Regions from separate parts of the Mus musculus genome. Here region 1 is linked to region 2. A link is a contact called in public HiChIP or PLAC-seq data. All regions are on one chromosome and are shown on one strand. The core of a region is the stretch at or near the end of the contact, and the rest is flanking DNA. Distances in the headings are between cores, read along the strand shown.

What was found. HiChIP or PLAC-seq counts read pairs in DNA pulled down with a chosen protein or histone mark.
Region 1: a BATF HiChIP or PLAC-seq map of CD8 T cells shows a contact between it and region 2, with 44 read pairs. The contact joins two enhancer-like sites. A contact is called at or near these places in 5 of 484 Hi-C or Micro-C datasets (CD8 T cells, Th17 cells, bone marrow-derived dendritic cells and 2 more), 7 of 115 datasets of contacts at active chromatin or transcription factors (CD8 T cells, the HPC-7 cell line, embryonic stem cells and 2 more) and 2 of 9 other capture datasets (adipose tissue and pancreatic islet).

The regions. Positions count from the first base shown.
Region 1 is chr5:53,476,009-53,479,436 of GRCm38.p6, reverse strand. No RefSeq gene overlaps it. Among named protein-coding and RNA genes, the nearest start is that of Gm40304, 69 kb to the left of the region's middle. Within about 2 kb of position 1,631, at least 5 of the 459 cell types and tissues checked have an H3K27ac peak or open chromatin away from gene starts, as enhancers often do. A contact at or near this core is called in CD8 T cells, where this site is marked.
Region 2 is chr5:53,408,423-53,411,711 of GRCm38.p6, reverse strand. No RefSeq gene overlaps it. Among named protein-coding and RNA genes, the nearest start is that of Gm40304, 140 kb to the left of the region's middle. Within about 2 kb of position 1,856, at least 11 of the 459 cell types and tissues checked have an H3K27ac peak or open chromatin away from gene starts, as enhancers often do. A contact at or near this core is called in CD8 T cells, where this site is marked.

The DNA.
Region 1 (3,428 bases), core at 382-2,881, 68 kb before region 2:
TTTTCAGTCTACTGCTTGCTGAGCTATGACCTTGGCCTTTTCTCGCTGTCTTTGTAGAATCCTGCTAGATCCGTTTATCAAAATCTCTGGTCCCTGGAGCCTGACCACCCTCATAGAAGTTCGCTGTTACAACTGCAACCATTCTTTGATGTTCCCTCTCTGAAGTCGCTGACTCCACTCTCGTTGGTTGTAAATCTCTACTTTGTAGAGTCCCATCCAACCTCTTGCTCTTGCTTTGGGACCCAGTGCAGGGGTCTCTGTTTCTATGGCCAAGTCTGCCACATCATCTTAAGTGTCTGGGTAAATCATTCCATGTTGTAACATTGGCAGGAGGAAATAGAAAATTGGCGGTGACCAGGTGCTGTTCCACCCTGGACCAGACTTAAACCTGTTTTAAAACTCTCCCCAGGCAGGATCTCATGGGCTCCACACCCCCTGAGTATCTAGAACTAGTTAATAGGTGAGAGCAGAGAGAAAGACATCTTCTTCAGTAGCATAGACAGTGACCGGTCAGGTGATGCTCCTACAGATTATCTTTAACCCAGGACTCTGTAAGCAACCACAACGAAACCTCTTAGGTTATCAAAAATAAACAAATATATAAACGAATGAAAGTCAAGCATCACCAGAAGAAACATTATGATGCATATTTGAATATGTTAATACAAAGTTTCTCCACAAAGATCCCCGCTCCACCTTCCCCAAAGCCGAAGTTGTTACCATCCAGGCGTCTCATTTGTTGGGATGATCAAAGATAGGGCTGGGGTATGTATGGCTCAGTGCAGGGATCACTTGCCTAGCACAGGACAGCAGGCCCAGGGGTCAGTTCTCAGCACTGCAAATCAAATCAAAACAAGACAGAACTGGAGAGGAAAAGGTTGTTTTTAGAGAGTTAGGTCAGCAGCGCTGGGGGCGGGGGTGGGGGTGGGGTGGCGTGGAGGCTGGGCACACATCTGCATATGGTGAGGGGACAGCTTGGCTGGAACCTGAGGGTTTTCTCTTCCCTGGCCTGTACAAAGGAATTAAACCACAAAAGCTGAGATACTTAGGGAAGTGGGATGGATGCAGGAGGGTGGAGGTGGGGCTTCATTGTGATCTAAGAGTGAAGTAGGAGTTTTAATCGTGAGACAGACTCTATGAGGGTCATCAGTTGAGGTCCTCCATAATTTTGTTTTAAAAGATATGAATCGGATGGGCTGCAGCTTCCGCTCGGTGGTAAAACTGTTTTCCAGCAGACCCAAGGCCAAGGTTACATCCCCAGTACAACAAACAAACAAACAAGCTCCAAACCTCAAGCTATAAATCAGAAATTATAATTAATTTTTTAAAAATTTGTTTTTCCTGCTTTTCTGGATATGAACTTGTGCAGACGCCAGGCCAACCTCAAAGAACCTTGATCATACAGGCTTTCTGGAAATGCACAGGCAAATCCTTGCTACCACTGAAAAGAGATAATGTCTTAGAGTTTGGGGGACAGGGGTGGCTTGCTGGCTCTGGTAGGCTATTAAGGAACTGAGGCCTGTGGGTGAGAGGGTATCAGGTCAGGGTACCCACAATCAAACCCCACCTTGGCCTGTGCTAACAGTCACATTGATCCAGTCATGCCAGGCTGTTTCCACATTGCACTGGTTTAGACAAACAAGCCCAGGGAAACTCAGTGCCTATCGCAAAGCATTCCAGGTTATACACACTCAGTATGTGCTTATGAAGATGTACAAGTAGAGTAGGCACTGTGTGTGTGTGTGTGTGTGTGTGTGTGTGTGTGTGTGTGTGTGTGTGTGTGTGTGTGGTTGTCACAGTAAAAAAGACCCACGATGTTTTTGGTTTTGTTTTTATTCACTTTACATCCTGATCGCTGTCCCCACTGCCGTTTCCCCAATTGATTCACCTCCCTCAGTCCCCTTCTCCTCTGAGAAAATGAAGGACCCCCCCACCCCCTTCCCATATTCCCCCTGGCACAGCAAGCCTTTGCAGGGCTAGGAACTTCTTCTCCTGCTAAGGCCAAACAAGACAGTCGAGTTAGGAGGACGGATCCCACAGACAGGCAACAGCTTTAGGGATAGCCTGTGCTCCAGTTGTTGCAGACCCACATGAAGACCAAGCTGCACATCTGCTATATATGTGTGGGGAGGCCTAAGACCAACCCTGTATGCTCTTTGGTTGGTGGTTCAGTCTCTGAGAGCCCCCAATGGTCCAGGTTAGTTGACTCTGTTGGTCTTCCTGTGGAGTTCCTATCCCCTTCAGGGTCCCCAGTCTTTCCTGTAAGGGTACCCAAGCCCCATTCAATGTTTGGCTGTGACCCACAATGTTTTGGAATGAGTGTACATTCCAGATGCGGACATTATTCTGATCCTACTTTTCAGTTAGTTCAAAGCTATCCAATGGAGACGCAAGTTGGTCAATCTTCTTTACAAACTAGCTTAAACAAATATATTTGAAATGCTTCCGGGTCCCGTGGCAGGAAGCCCTTTCTGCCTCTTTCCATACCAGCATCAAATGTTGTTTCCCTAAAGCTCATTTATTCATTTAGCATGCATCTGAGGTCTGGCTCCATGCAGACCAGTGAGGTCTAGTTGGCAAAGGGCTACTCTGATTGCTGGCGAAGACATGCTCCCCACTCCCCCAATACTTCATAGCACCTTCCTGTGTAGTCCTTATTCGAGCTGTGCACTGAGCTAAGGTATGCTTTCTGGTTTGTTCTTGGGGAGAGAAAAGGATGATGTGGTGGCTGTTTTAAAGAAAGATGATGCTTAATAGGGTTAAGGGACCACATGTAATCACAGTTGCAGGTATCCTATGAGACAGGGCATCCTGCAACTCGGGCTGGTCTTCAGCTTGTTATAGAGATAGGGCTGGGTTACAGGATTGCACTGCCACGCCTGGTTTATGTGGTGCTGAGGACTGAACCCAGGGCTTTGTGCATTCTAGGTAAACAGTCTGCTGACTGAGCTGCATGCCCATTCCAGTCTTTTGTTTTTTTGAATCAAGATTATTTAACCCATGTCTTTGGGACTGTGTTGAGAACATCACTCAGCTTGCCAGGACTTCTTTCTGGCTGTTACTGCCTCTTTCTTGGCTGTATTTCCTTCCTGTCTCCAACACCACCATTGTGCTGACTCCTCTATCCCCCACCCCTCTCTCTTTCTCTCTCTTGCCATGCGTTGCACACAGCCTCAGAAGGCAGATGCCCTGGTTGCTAATTCTGGTTCTTCTCCATGTACGATGTGTGACCTTGGACAAGTCACTAAAACCTTGTTCCCCTCTTTTTTTGTTTGTTTGTTTTTGTTTGTTTGTTTGTTTGTTTGTTTTTTCAAGACAGGGTTTCTCTGTGTCACCCTGGCTGTCATGGAATTCCCTCTGTAGACCAGGCTGTCCTCGAACTCAGAAATCCACCTGCCTCTGCCTCCCAAGTGCTGGGATTAAAGGCG
Region 2 (3,289 bases), core at 607-3,106:
CTCTCTATTACTGCTCTTTTCCAATGTTTTCAGTTAAAAAATGAAAACTTTAAGAAAATAAATGAGAAATAAAGACCATCCAAGAATGAGACGTGCTTCTTCTGTCTCATGGGTGCTTCTGGATGAATAAGAGAAAGAAACCCTCTGGCAGGTGGACCTCTGTTGTGCTACATCTGGTGGAGGCTTAAGATGCTCACTCCTTTAGCTATGCACTTGGGAGACAGTTACTGGAACACTGGGGTCCTGACATGATCTCCCGTGGGAACTGGTTTGCTAGGGCTGTTTAACAAATGGCCATATACCAGGTAGCTTACAACAATAGAAACCCATTCTCTTATGATTCTGGAGATAGAAGTCCAAAGTCAAGCTGTTGGCAAAGCCATCTCCTTCTCTAGGGAGAACCCTTGTCTCTTCCAGCCTCTATTGGCTTACTCTGAGCCTGCATGTCACCGAGCCCTGGCCCACTTTCACTTGACCTTTCCTTCTGCATGTTTCTGGGTCAAATGTGTGTTTTCTCGTATGAGAAGATCTGTCACTGCATACAGGACCCACTCAGGTCACAGAGGATGATGTCATTATGATACCTAAATTTACTTACATGTCAAGATCCATTCTCCAAACAAGGTCACATTCTGGAGGTCTGGAAATTAAGGCTTGAATATATCTATGCAACAAAGCATGGGAGTCAGGAGTCCCCCAGTCTCCAAAAGCAAGGAGGGGGGCTTGTTGGGCTCTGGAAACCACAGAGGATGTGCACAGCTGGAGGACAAAACACTGCAAGCATGAGGACAGCTATGACTGCCAAGGGAGACAAGTTGCTGCTCAAAGAGGACTTAGGGTATCCAACCAGAGGCTTGAAGAGTGTCCTCAGGACAGTGAGCAGACCTTGAGAAATCTTAATACTCACTTAGGAATAATGCTTGTGGGGGGGAGGGGGCTGTTCAAGGATGAGTTGGAAGAGGGAAAGACCAGAAGTGAAGATCTGTAGAATGCTGCTGTTGTAACATCAGTGAGGAATTTGGTGGCCTGGCATTTAAAGACTAGGACAAAATCATGTCATGCTGAGGGGAGAAGGGATTTATATTGGTCTGTTTTGTTGCTACAAAATACCTGAGGCTGACCAACTAGTTTATAAAGAATAGAAGCTTAATTGGCTTGTAATTCTAGGGAGCTAGGAAGTCCAAGATTATGGTACTGACATTTGCTCAGAATTTGACTGCAAGTGTGCTAGGTGTGTGTGTGTCTGTCTGTGTGTATCTGTGTGTGTATCTGTGTGTTTGTGTTTGAGAGAGAGATAACAGAGATGATAGATAACAGATAGATAGATAGATAGATAGATAGATAGAAGATGAAAGGATGGATGGATGGATGGATAGATGGATAAATGGAGAGATAGATAGGCCCACCTTATGAGGCCAAGAGGTCAAATCAGGTATCTTCCTAGATCACTCTATACCTTATTTATTTATTTATTTATTTATTTATTTATTTATTTATTTATTTATTTATTTATTAGTCTCATTGAATTTGGAGCTTAGAGATGAGCTACCTTGGTTGACCAGTAAGCCCTAGGAACCCACTACTCTGTGTCTCTCCAAAGTTCAGCTCACAGGCATACCCTGATGTGCTCAGATTTTTTTTTCCATGTGCTCTGAAGGTCGAAATGCAGGTCTTCATGTTTTCACAGCCTGAGCCAATACCCTAGCCCCTTGATTTTTCTTATAACGTCACAAATGACATCATGGAAACTAAGCTTCTGACACACAAAGTCTCAAGGGACAAAGTCAAACCATACCAGATCTCCACCCAGCACTTAGAGACTGCTGTGGGCTGCTGAGTGGGAAGGCAGTAGAGTCTGGGCTGATGCAAAGTTTCTGTCTATGTTCCAGCCACAATGCTGCTCTGGCCACACTGAGGTGGCTCTGGGTCTGTTGCCACCATTTGCCCTTTCGAATCTGAGTCTGAGTCTGCAAGGACTCTTCAAGCACTTTAATTCAAAGAAAGACTCTCTTGGGTCCCTGTGTGGCTCTGTGGGTAAAGGAGCTTTCTGCTAAGTGTGATGATCTAAGTTTGATCCTTGCAGCCCACATGCTGAAAGGAGAGAGCAGACACCCACAGGTTGTCTTCTGACCTCCACCTGTGTGCTAGGGCATGTCTTCATGTGCCCTCCCTCCACACTAAACAAATGAAAAGGTACATTATGCCCCCCACCCCAACTCAAGTCTAAACAGAACTCACCAACATGGTTTTCTTTGGAAAGGGGTCTTTTCAAAGGTAATTACATGAAGGATTCCAAGATGAGATCATCGTGGCTTATCCAGATGGGACCTAAATCCAAAAATGGATGGTTAAAGAGACACACATCTAAAGAAGATAAGTCAGAACAAAGATGGAAGCAGAGACTGGAGGATGCAGACACAGACCAAGGGACATTCAGGACTGCCGAGATGGACTAGAATCTGGGAGATGTGAAGTGAGTTTTCTTTTCCAACCTCCAGATAGACATTTGGACATTAGACTCTCTGGGAGAATCTTCCCTGTTCTTTTAAGCTGTCAAGTTTGTGGTCATTTGTCACAGTTGTTCTAGGAATCTACTACAGATGGATAATAACCATGGACTACAGTTGACAATAAAATAAGAAAAAGGAATAATAATAATATGCTTCAGCATATTAATAGCCTTTCCCCCACCAGTCATTACAACACACACACACACACACATACACACACACACCATGTCCTATGACTGTGCCACCCAAGAAGGAGCTATCTTGACCTTGGACCAAAACCCACCTGTCCTCTTCTCTAATATGGCTGTTCTTTCTGCCATGTTCACCCAGGGAGCCAACATAGCTCCAAAGCACTCTTGATACAGACCATGCAACAAAAATGGCAAAGCTGATTAATCAGCGGGACGGGGGAAGCCTTTCCCGTTAAAGCAAGATGTAATGGTGCAATCACCTAGCAGCCAAGGACTTGTGTTTGGAGGGTCTGCCTGTTATAAAGCATTCCGCTGGGTGGTTTTAGCTGCCCTGCAGGCTAGAGTTAAGTCTTGGTCCTTGGAAGTGGTAACTATACAGAACCCGTGTTGCTGACTCCATAACAACCTTTCAAGGTCATGACTTTTCTAAAAGACATGATGCCCACTTCCAAACTACCAGGCTTTAGGGAGCCCAGAGTTCTTCCAAAAATATGGACATAGCTGTCCTATTTCCTTGTGAATGTTTCCCATCAGAATGGTGTCTCGGATGCCTAAAATAGACTTAGTGCTTCCTTCAGTCTGAGGCAC